Linked DNA regions of Mus musculus: regions 2 and 3 are each linked to region 1. A link is a contact called in public HiChIP or PLAC-seq and Micro-C data. All regions are on one chromosome and are shown on one strand. The core of a region is the stretch at or near the end of the contact, and the rest is flanking DNA. Distances in the headings are between cores, read along the strand shown. Region 1 holds the start of Zbtb1 (zinc finger and BTB domain containing 1). Region 2 overlaps Sptb (spectrin beta, erythrocytic). Region 3 overlaps Sptb (spectrin beta, erythrocytic).

Region 1 (3,618 bases), core at 558-3,057:
AGACGTGCACAACCACACCCTATAAAACTTGCTGTCAACGGAGAAATTCTGGTGTTAAAATGAGTGCAAGTGGCTGGAACACAGCACTGTACCGCAGAACTTCTAAGCCTTAACCTTTGGAAAAGCACTGCACTGCACCTCGGCTGCGTTAGGTCCGTCTGTTTCTTTAAGAGGAAGAAACCCCATGCAGCTACCAATGCCACTCAGTATTACTGAGACTTTAGGGGATAGTGATTCAAAAGGGAAGTTTTACAGTTCTAGGCAACTGACCATCCATCCATCATTTGGGCTTCAGCCTCTTGTACCTTCATTCTTTCCATTTCTCCAGATCATATCCATTTGAGGTGACAAAATTCCAGAGAACCTATTTTATACCTTTTAAAAAACATGGTTGCTTTAAAACAGTCATAAGAACTACATCGATTTCCCCAGTCGACTTCAGGGTGCCTCAAACTTCGGCTCAAGAAATTCTAAGTGGTCTTGGAAAGCCTCAGAACAAGCCTATCACCCCAAAATTTAGGATTTCCTGAGGCAGGAGAATTATATCCAAGCGATCCTGGGCTACCTAGCCAGACCTTGTCTCAAAACGGGGTGGGGGTCGGGGGGAAATGCTTGGAACGCTTTGTGGATTCCAGTGTCAAAGGGGAAAATGTTGCCGCAGCGATTCATACTGTACGGAAATACAGTCTGACCAGTGGAGAATCTACATGTACCGTCACAGCGACATTCGATTTGGGAACATGATCACACACATACAAAACCCTATCCCCAGAAAACAAGGACTTTCATTAACCTGTTCTAGACCCGTCCGAGTTGGAAAATGTCTTGTCAAGCCCTCAGATCACGTGGACGAGTGGCTAAGGTGGAAAGGGAGCCTGGGAGCGGCGGCTGAGCCCAGATCCACGCCTGCACGCTTCAGCAGCAAGGACTCCAGATCGCCACCCAACTAGCTCACCGCCTCCACCAGAACTTCTACTTGTAAGCGCCCACCACTGGAGGCAAAAAGCACTTTCTTCTCGGGACTCGGGGGGCGGGGGGGAGGATCTCGTACACAGAAAACCCCCCAAACCCCCGAGACCTACCACTTTGGACCCGAACAAAAAGCGTGTGTGCTGAGGAGCGGGGGTGGGAAAGAGCGAAGCAGGAATCCGCGCGGCCCAGCCGCCTCCTCCCTCGGAGCGCGCCCAAGTCTGCGGCCTCCGGCTCCGGGACGCTCCCCTCCCACCGGCCGCCCAGCCGCAGCTGGAAGTTAGCGAAGCGCGCTCTGGGCCCGTCAATCAAGCGCGGCCTCCCGCCTCCACCTCCCCTCCCCCCACCCCCCCAGCACAAAATAAAATAAAGGGAAAAGAAGTAATTTGGGAAGTCGTCTGGAGAGGGGATTCGTCCGGAACCCGGAGAGGCCGCGCGCACCGGACTGACGGCCGGCCCCGAGCGAAGCCGCTCGGCAGACCCCCGCCACCGGCTCCTCGCCGCGCGCTTTCCACGCTCCGGCTCCCCGCACCGGTCGGCGCCGCCTCGGCCACGCACTCCGCCAGGCCCGTGGCCCAGCTTCGGCCAAAGTTGCGCAAATGGCCCCGACGACTGGCAGCTACTCACCGGGCGCGGTGGGACGCGCGGCTGCGGAGGTTTTATGGAGTTGAGGGCAGCGGAGCCGCTGGGAAGGCGGGCGGAGGCGAGGGGCTGCGGGCTGCAGTTGACGGCGCGCGGCGCTCGGCTGGGCTGCGCCGAGACACTCCGGGCTCTGCCAGGGACTGCGCTGCAACAAAGGACTTCCGCTGCCGCACAGCCGCGCCTGCCGCACCGCACTGAGCCGGCCCCGCTTACGCGGCGACTCCGGGTCTGCCCACCAGTTCGCGGCGGCGTCCGCCAGCCTTCCCCTCCCTCTCGCCCGCCCACCCACTCCGCCGCTGGCGGCTAGGGGCACCCGCGGTCGCCTGTTGGTTGCAACAAGTTTCTGCGTCGGGCCGGGGAGGCTGGCACTGCCCGCAGCGCGGGCGCCCGGGCGGCGGCGGCTGGAGCAGCACTGTCGCCCCTCTCCCCGGAGTCGGCTTGGCCCTCCTCCTGTTTGCACAGCTGGACGCCACTGGGATCCTCCCGACTCCCCCAGGGCTGGATGCCGATCGCCCTCTACCCAGATGTCAGACCCCTGTCCCGCAGGGCCCCGCAGTTGGACCCGCCCCCGCGCTCCACCCTGGACGCCTGGAGGGGGGGGTGACACTCTCGTCCCGTCCAGCCTAAAGCCTGTCCGCTCGGGGTCCTCCGTGCCCCCCGACTCCTCTTCGCGTGGGCCCGCCAGCCTCGGGCCTGAGTCACTTCCCCCGCCATGCCCCGCCCGGCCCGCCTCCCTCCCTGGCTCCCGCCGCATGTGGCTGCCTGCCCCGCGCCCTCGTCCCCCTCCCGCGCCAGACGCCGGTGCATCCTTGCCCGTCCCCACCCAGGGCCGAGGGGGCACCCGTGGTTTTTTTTTGTTTTTTGGGTTTTTTTTTTTTTTTTTTTTTTGCACACGCCGGGGAAAGTTCCCAGGTCACGCCAAGACGTGTGGGGAGCCAGTGACGCTCGAACTTGTCCCCACACTTCCGCCTCCAGTCACGACTGGGGACCGTGGCAGAGGCGCGCCCGGAGCGCGGGGCCGACCCCCGCCTTGGCCACTCGGGCGGGCAGGCAGGCGCGCGCGCACGCACGCACGCACGCAGGCAGGCACGCACACTAGCCGGGGTGCCGCTCGCTTCCCGGCAGTCCGGTCACGTGGGCCGGGCGCGGGAAGCCGCGCGAGAGCAGCCCGCCGGGTGCGTGAGCGGGCGCAGCCGCGTGGTGTGCGCCGCGCGGGAGCCCGCCCCTCCCGCACAGAGAAGCCCGCCCGCCAGTCCGCCGCCGCGGCGGAGTCTGGGTAAGCAACGCGGCCCTGCCCCTGTGGGCTGCTCCGGGCTCAGTCCCTCCCGCCGCGAGCCGCCCGGGCGGCGGCTGCAGCTGCACCCGTCGCGGGACAGATGCAAGTAGCCGGGGAGAGGGGTGCTGTTTTTGGTCCGTTGGAGATGTCAGTCAGGGCCCAAGGAGGACATTAGCAACGGCGAGCGAGTGCTGGGCGCGCGGAGCCGCCCCTGGCCGTGGGCCGCCGGGGCCTAACGCGGGCGGGATGGCGCGCGCGATTGCCGCACAGCCTTAGAGCCCATTCCCGCTGCGGGCCGGGCTCCGAGCGGGCGCAGAAGCCTCAATCCGTCTGTGTCAGCCGGGTCCTGGGCGGCCGCGTCAGGCCTCCAGGCTCTAGCAAGTGGGCGGGTGTCCAGATCGGGCTGCGCAGCCCTCACTCTCCCCTCCCCCATCCAGTTTGTGAGTACCTAGCATCTAGGGCAAGTAGCCCCCTACCCTAATAATTAATTTTTCTCTTAGCCCAGTGGTTTTTCATTTTGAATTCTGGCCCCCATCTTATATCATCGTCTCCCTAGCACTCATTTGGAGGAATCAAGCCGTTATCAGTTGCTTAGGTAACGCACTGCGCTGTACCTGGAACCTGATAGCAGCTAGTGTTGTGTGTTTTATAAATTAACTCCCATCTCCCTCTAAGGGATTAAAGTTGGCCTTCTTCCTCGAGGGACTCCAGCAAGTCCTTCAAAAGCTGCA
Region 2 (3,618 bases), core at 605-3,104, 320 kb before region 1:
TGTGTCTTTTGTCTGCCATGTACTCGGTGTTGTGTATGTTCTGACGCTGCTTGGTCCTGTGAAGGATTCTGCTAGGTTATGAGTCCCTTGAAGAACTGACATTGTCTTGTTCCCATGGAGACTCTGGTGCCCGACCGACTCACTCCCTGGCTCACGGGTGATAGTCTAGAAATGCTGCCCGAATTGGGTAATTTCTGGAATATTCAGCACTGTGCTAAAACAAAGTAGACGCCTACGGAAGGGCTGGTGGAATTACTAGCTGTTCATGAGTGACGCTAAGAGGCGAGGACTGCTTCGTGGTGAGTGGTGGGGGCTCTTCCCACCTCAACCTCCTCCAGTGCTTTCCACCTATCAGGAGGAAAGGTAACAGCTGGTTTTAACAGGCCCCATCAGAACTCATCTGTTTATTCATCCGGCATACAGTCCCTCCCACCTCATTTTTCAGTGGCTGTTTGATGTTGACCCTCAGAATGCAGTGATGAAAGAGACTCTTTGATGGCCGCCCCAGATGCATCTATGTAAGATTTGTTTTATAAGGGGGAGGGGTTAAGGAACACATTTCAGGAAGAAAAAAAACCCCTCCCACATTCCTGTAGAGAAGTTTTGATTTCCTGGGTACATTGCTCGTCTGTAGACGAACGAAGCGGAAGCCATATTGTATAAAGCTGTAATGCTTAATTCTGCTTTCTTTTCTGCCTTACCCCAACACAAAGTGAGTTTCACCAATGGCTGGACTCACTAGCATTCTGCTTGCTCAGGCCTTTGGGTGTGTTTTTGTTTCCTTCAACAAAACTTTCTGTCATAGGCACACTCCCACTGCTGCCCCATTCTGTGCCTAGGGATTGGTAGGAGCTGCTGTTTGGCTGCCAAAGTCACTGAGTGGGGTGAGGCGGCCTCTATAAATATGTGTGTAGGGTCTGAGATGAGCCGATAAACAGAGGGCCTGTGTGATGGTGTCTTGAGGGCAGGAGGGAACTCGGCCAGGGTAGTCAGCTGGGATCTCAGTGTGTTCTGTCTGGGGGGCATAATAGAGAGGCTGGCAAGAAGCAGATATAGTGGTCAAAGAAGCAGATATAGTAGTGGTCAACACATTTAACCGTGTGAGAGTCGACTAAATGCATAGGAGCTTCTAGAAGGTCTAGGAAGCCATGAAAACCAGTAATCATCCTGCTGCAAGATGCTAGGTGCCACAGCAGAGGTCACCGGTCACAGTTCAGTGGCCAGTGGCTCGGCTGGGTATGGCTTTGAGGGACCGATCCTCTTCATGTTGGGAGATGGTTTCCTTTGTAGGCTGCTCTCTGGTCTCGATTCCCATTTAATCTGTAGGGTCCTACATATAAACTGAGTAGATCAAATCCTGTATGTGCCGACTGAAAACTGCGGGGATAGAAGAGGGTGCCTTTATTGTGTGGAGTTCTGAGAAGAATGGAGGTGTTTACAGGTGCAAGGACTGAGGCGTCAAGCCAAGAACTCTGGGAGAGGAAGTGAGTATCCTCCTCCAAGACAGAAACCCACACCTAGGAGGACAAACCAGGTCATTTGCATTGCAAAACTGGGTGAAGTCACTTTGCCCAGAGACTGGAAAAGTACTCAGCTGCCGTAGTCCAGCTGGGCTCCTCTCACCCAGGCTGCCTGAGCGCAGGGGGTGAGCATAGTAGAGACGTTAACACGGCTCTGCACTCTCAGTGTAGCAATTCGCTGGCAGCCTGGGCACGGCTGCTCTCACTGCTTCTGACCCAGAAAACACTCAGAAAATGACTGCAGTGAATCGCTCATCTTCAAGGTGAAGCTCTCAGGTTGGGGAGAGACGCAGACTGGTTCCCGAGGGTTAGATACTTCCTGCCTCTGCTGGGAGCCAGCTTTGTTTATACTGTGGCCCCGGAGGAAGTCGTTCTACATTTCACCCGGGCTCCACCAGCAAAGAGAGCCTTCTGCTTGTTTTGCATATGCCTAGCGCCTCCTCTGCAGGAGGGACAGAATGAATAGGGAGCTAAAAACTTCTGGCAGTCATAAGTCTTTGCAAACAGCGAAGTCTAGTGAGCAGCGCATTCAGCGTGTTTGGTTGGCAAGTGATCATTTCAGACTACATTTGCTTTCTCTGTCTATAAAACAGCAGGGATGCTTTCTTGTTGAATTGAGAAGAGGATGGAGATGAAGTTGCAGCTACGTTTTCTTTCTCAAAACCTGATACTTGAGACATCAGAACTCAAAGAAAGATGGGTCTATACATAAAATGTCCTCGCAAAGCACCTTGCATACTTAGCAGTACCCTTAAAACCATTCCTGAAAAACATCTGATTCCATTGTTGTTTGTTCCTTTTCTTTTCTTTTCTTTTCTTTTCTTTTCTTTTCTTTTCTTTTCTTTTCTTTTCTTTTCTTTTCTTTTCTTTTCTTTCTTTTTTTCCAAGACAGGGTTTCTCTGTATAGCCCTGGCTGTCCTGGAACTCACTCTGTAGACCAGGCTGGCCTTGAATTTAGAAATCCGCCTGCCTCTGCCTCCCAAGTGCTGGGATTAAAGGCATACTCCACCACTGCCAGACTGTTTGTTTCTTTTTAAATTTCTTCTTTTCTGAGCAGGGTGTGGTGGCGGCCTTTAATCCCAGCACTTGGGAGGCAGAGGCAGGCAGATTTCTGAGTTCAAGGCCAGCCTGGTCTACAGAGTGAGTTCCAGGACAGCCAGGGCTACACAGAGAAACCCTGTCTCGGGAAAAAAAAAAGTTTCTTCTTTCCTCCCCGCCCCTTTATTTTTAATTTTATGAGTGTGGGTGTCTTGCCTACATGCATGTCTATGCACCACATGTATGCTTGGTGCCTACGGAGCCCAGAAGAGAGCATCAGCTTTGCTGGACCTGGAGTGACAGATGATTTTTAGCTGTAGAACTCTGTACATGAGGCCCAGGTCCCGGCCTGCTCACCTGCTCACCTGGCCTCTTCTGTCTTTGTCTTTACAGTTTCTAACATTTGTGTGTGTGTGTGTGTGTGTGTGTGTGTTTGTGTGCTGGGGGTGGCATGTGCTACTGTGCTCATGTGGAGATCAGAGGACAACCTTGGGAGTCACTTCTCGCTTTCTGTCATGTAGCTATAGGAATGGCTAGTCTGGGTAAGCACCTTTACCTGACGATCATCTCTCGGACCCTGCCTCTACAATTATTTTTTAAATTTTTATTTATTTATTTTAGAAATTATAACATGAACAGATACCCATGATAAAAAGAAGCCAAGCGTGCAGAGTAGTACAGATGTTTTATTTGATATGACCACTACTGGCAATGTCTTGTATTTCCATGCTAGACATATGCACATAGCTACCAATTTGTGAATATTTGTGTAGGTGAATATCTGTGTGCATGTACATGTGTTTGTTCTTTTTCTTTTGATTTGTTGTTGTTGTTGTTTTTTATTTATTTATTTATTTATTTTTCCTTATTCTTTTGTTGAATCTCACTATGTAGTCCTGACCGGTTAGAACTCCCTCTGTAGACCAAGCTGGCCTTGAATTTATAGAGATCTGCCTCCTGGGAACTGGGATTAAAGGCGAGTGGCACCTTGGCCCGACATACTCATTCCTAACAGGTAGAGAGCACCTTTACATGATAGTCTTAGAAGAGAAGGCGGGAC
Region 3 (3,618 bases), core at 383-2,882, 300 kb before region 1:
CTGTGGGGAGCCCCTGATGTCCCTTTTTTTCACCTTATCAGCAAAACTGTAGGCCAGATTGGAATCTGCTGGTGGAGCTGACTTCTTTGTGTTGCCATTGTGCAAGAATGTGAAGGATCAGTGAAACCAAGCCTACCTCGGACTTATGTTTAGATCCAGTTGGAAGGACTCGTGAATGTGGCTCACACAGGACCTGAATGGGCTCAGCAGAGCCTTTTCCTGCCATTGTCCTATTACAATGAAGCTGTGAGTTTAGGAGAGCACGGGCCACTGCCTACCTCTGCCCACAGTATTCAGCCCTGAACTTTCCAGGTGCTCAATAAATATTAATTGAATTAATCAGCTGCTACAGCTCAGGTCCACACGTTCCTCAGCTCTGTGCTTTTTATCCAGTTACAAATCCCGACAGGCTGCACCTTGCGGAGCCTGGATCCTGCCTCTTTTCAAAACAGTACAGTTTAGGCAGCCATGTGTTGTCTGTTGCAAAGTACGAGGTCCCCTTTATCTTGTACAGATAGGCCAGACTTTGAGGGTCTTTCCAACCTCTCTCTCCTCTCCTACCCTGATGTTTACTGATTCTTTCAAAGGGTGAGCAGAGAGTGAGGTTCCGTCCCCGCTCCACTCCTGGGCCAGGGTGTTTAATTACTGTGTAGTCTTTGTTCTGTGGTGGAGATCAGGCTTCTCTGTGTAGGGAGAAGGGAATTCCAGACAGCCCGATGCATTATAGTCAAGTTACTTACCACAAGTCAGGAGTAACAGTTCTCTGCTTTCATTCTGATTACAGGTGATTCAGGGACGGGGCGTCTAGTGTTTCATGAGAGACCTTAGGCTGTGCTCGCAACCATGCGTTACAGCGGTAGGTCTCACTCTTTTAACGACCAGGAAGGCACTGCCTGTTTTATTTACATTCATTGGTCTACTTACTTTATGCATAAAATGTAAAATGTGTCTTTTTGAAAGTCAATATTGGCCCCAATGTCTGACCATATCTAATAAATAATTTTCACGCATTAGAAATATAAACGATAATTTTAAAAAGGCTCAGAAACAAAGAAAGTAGATGAGCCCGTGGCAAGCTTATTATTTCACAGTGTCAGAAACATACAGGAGGGCTTTTGAGCCTTAAATGTCATTTCACGTTGTCAAAGGCTGCTGCCGTTTGGCAAGCCTGTGAGCTCAGTGATCCTACTGTCTCACTGATCCTGTCGTGCCACAAAAGGGCTAAAGGATGCCTTTGGTCTCATCTCTGGAATGCTAGAGTTTGGTAAAACTTGCTATGTGGGGATTCAGCACAGAGCTTAGGGGATATTTATGAAATGAATTATATCATTCAAAGCCTAGCAAGGTTTGTTTTTGTTTTCTAGCTGTTGGGCATCAGGACAATGGCAGGCGGTCTAAGAAAGGGCGGTGATATAGCTTTATGAGGAGGTTTGCAGCTTCCAGAGCTGCATGCTCTGTGGTCGGTGTCTACCCCGTCTGTATCCACCAGACGTGGTGTGTGCGAGTTCATAATGTATGTGCCAATAGGCAGACACAGAATTATCAATCTTTTGGCGGGCTCAATAACCACTTGTGCACAAAAGCACAAGCTAGTCCTGTGGATCTTTCCCGATAAAGAGGTCCTACATGCACTGGGTGTAGCAACCCGTGTGAGGCACAGGGAGATAAGCAAGAGGAGTCAGCCAGTTCTGCTGTGTCTAGATAATGGAGAGAACTCGGGGCGGGGGTGGGGGGAGCTTAGTGCGTGTGGGCTGCCCCAGCCTGGCTTGGGTAGTGCATGTGGGCTGCCCCAGCCTGGCTTGGGTAGCCATTACTCAGATCATTGGGTTCCTGGTTTTCCAAGACGATTTTTGTTCCTTTAATGAGAGGCATGTGGTATGAGAGCAACAGTTCAAGGACATAGTCTCTGGGTCTTATTTCTGTTGGGCTAGTGACATGAATCACCTGGGACTTTTAGGAACAGCAGCTTCCTCTCTGTTTCTGAAGTAGCATCCTGTGGCCACCAAAGGAACTGGGCACCTTTCCCACTGCAGAGATCAGGTGGAGCCCTTGGGGATCATTTGGGTATATTTTAGAAACATTTGGTTATTTTTTTTTATATATAGAAATAGCGTTAGGCAGAGGAGAAGAGTAAGTGTGACTTTTACACTAGGAGGAATTTACAGCAGGCACCAGCATCCCCTTTATATTCTATGTCTATTAAAGCCCTCGTAAGCGTTAGTGTGAATTACCGGGCTGTTAAGAAAACTGAAATGTATCAATAGAGTCCCAAAATGATTCTGTGAGACCAGCAGCGGGCAGGTGGAGGTCACATTTCACCCTTCCTTCTTTTGCTGGTGTGGCCTTGGATGACTTCTGTAAGCCTCAGTTTGTAAATGGATTGAAGGTGAGAGGTGCTTGTAGGGGCTGGGATGGGAGTCACTTGGTAGAGAGCATAGTGCTGGTCTCAGTACACAATACATCTGTGTTCTCGACACTCAGGAAGCAAGGCAGGACGAGCAGAAGTTTATGGTCAGTTTCAGCTACACACTGAGCTTGAGGCTAGCCCAGGCTGCATGAGACCCTGTCTCAAAAGCAGACAGAAGTCACTCATAGGAGTGGACCAAAAGACAGTGTAGTGGGCTCTTAGGGCTGTTTCACCCCTGTACTAAATATGAGTCATGTTGCTTTCAGTGATGGTGTCCTATAGCTGTCTGTTATTAGAGATCTACTTCCTGTTGTGTGTGGGGCTTGATCCCTTCATGCCTGTGTGGATAGTTTATAACAGACATCCATCCATTCATTGGCAGTCAAGTGTAAATGTAAAGGCAGAGGTGGGTTTCTTGCTGGCTGTGTTTATGCCATGACCATGGCCAAGCCGTTCTCGGAGAGAAAGGCTATTTCTTGCTGTTTATCCCTTGCTTCTCTCCTCAACTGGCACCATTCTGAGGTACCAATAGTCCACCATCGTTAGCCTCAATTCTCAATCGTAGCCTTTTTTGGTTGGGGTTCTCTAAGGGCTTGGCATACATCAACATCTATAATTAAAAACAATCAAATAAAATATATTAGGTTGGCAGGAAGGAGATATATCAAATTAACGGTTCCTGTATAAACACAGTTCTCTTCTGGGATGGGGGGGGGGGGTCTGGTGGTGGTAGCTGTGTATAGAGTCCTGGCAAAGACTGGGAAGTCTGTACAGTTTTTATTTGTTCTGTTTTCATTTTGTTTGAGATAAAGCCTCAGCATGTCACCCAGGTTGGCTTCCTAGTTACGGTCTTCCTACTTGTCCTCCAGAGCATCGAGTTTGTAGGCAAGAACGGGCAACTTCTTACCTATAATGGTGAGCATGTGGTGGTTTGGGTCAAAGCCCACAAGCTAATGCCAAGGATACTAACGATGGTTTCTCTAGGCCTATCAGCTGCTTGGTGGGTGTGTTGCTGAGGTGAGCCAAGCAGCATTTCCCTCTGCCAATCCTGTCCTCCCTCGGAGCCCAGCTCTTAGGCCTTGTCTGAAGGGAGCCATTAAGCCAAGCCCGAAGCCTGCACTAACTGAACAGGGTGTCACAACCGGGCCTTCCCTGGCATCAGAAGCTAGCACTGAGATGAAAGCGGAACTGTGGTGGTGCTGAGACCACGT

The links. A called contact is a pair of places that touch in the nucleus more often than the background predicts. HiChIP or PLAC-seq counts read pairs in DNA pulled down with a chosen protein or histone mark.
Region 2: an H3K4me3 HiChIP or PLAC-seq map of embryonic stem cells shows a contact between it and region 1, with 12 read pairs. The contact joins the enhancer-like site here to the promoter of Zbtb1 in region 1. A contact is called at or near these places in 2 of 39 promoter capture datasets (embryonic stem cells and erythroid cells), 1 of 15 datasets of contacts at CTCF or cohesin (the NIH/3T3 cell line), 1 of 484 Hi-C or Micro-C datasets (embryonic stem cells), 7 of 115 datasets of contacts at active chromatin or transcription factors (acute myeloid leukemia, embryonic limb bud, embryonic stem cells and 2 more) and 3 of 9 other capture datasets (adipose tissue, embryonic stem cells and pancreatic islet).
Region 3: a Micro-C map of the G1E-ER4 cell line shows a contact between it and region 1. The contact joins the enhancer-like site here to the promoter of Zbtb1 in region 1. A contact is called at or near these places in 2 of 484 Hi-C or Micro-C datasets (both in the G1E-ER4 cell line) and 3 of 115 datasets of contacts at active chromatin or transcription factors (embryonic limb bud and embryonic stem cells).

The regions. Positions count from the first base shown.
Region 1 is chr12:76,368,709-76,372,326 of GRCm38.p6, reverse strand. Zbtb1 (zinc finger and BTB domain containing 1) reads right to left here and starts at 1,807. Exons shown (of 2, transcript NM_178744.3): 1 at 1,597-1,807. It overlaps Zbtb25 (zinc finger and BTB domain containing 25), which reads left to right and starts at 2,767. Exons shown (of 3, transcript NM_028356.2): 1 at 2,767-2,887.
Region 2 is chr12:76,693,302-76,696,919 of GRCm38.p6, reverse strand. The region is part of intron 1 of Sptb (spectrin beta, erythrocytic); the gene reads left to right. Among named protein-coding and RNA genes, the nearest start is that of Sptb, 15 kb to the left of the region's middle. Within about 2 kb of position 1,854, at least 122 of the 459 cell types and tissues checked have an H3K27ac peak or open chromatin away from gene starts, as enhancers often do. A contact at or near this core is called in embryonic stem cells, epiblast stem cells, forebrain and 1 more, where this site is marked.
Region 3 is chr12:76,671,990-76,675,607 of GRCm38.p6, reverse strand. The region is part of intron 1 of Sptb (spectrin beta, erythrocytic); the gene reads left to right. Among named protein-coding and RNA genes, the nearest start is that of Sptb, 37 kb to the left of the region's middle. Within about 2 kb of position 1,632, at least 35 of the 459 cell types and tissues checked have an H3K27ac peak or open chromatin away from gene starts, as enhancers often do. A contact at or near this core is called in the G1E-ER4 cell line, where this site is marked.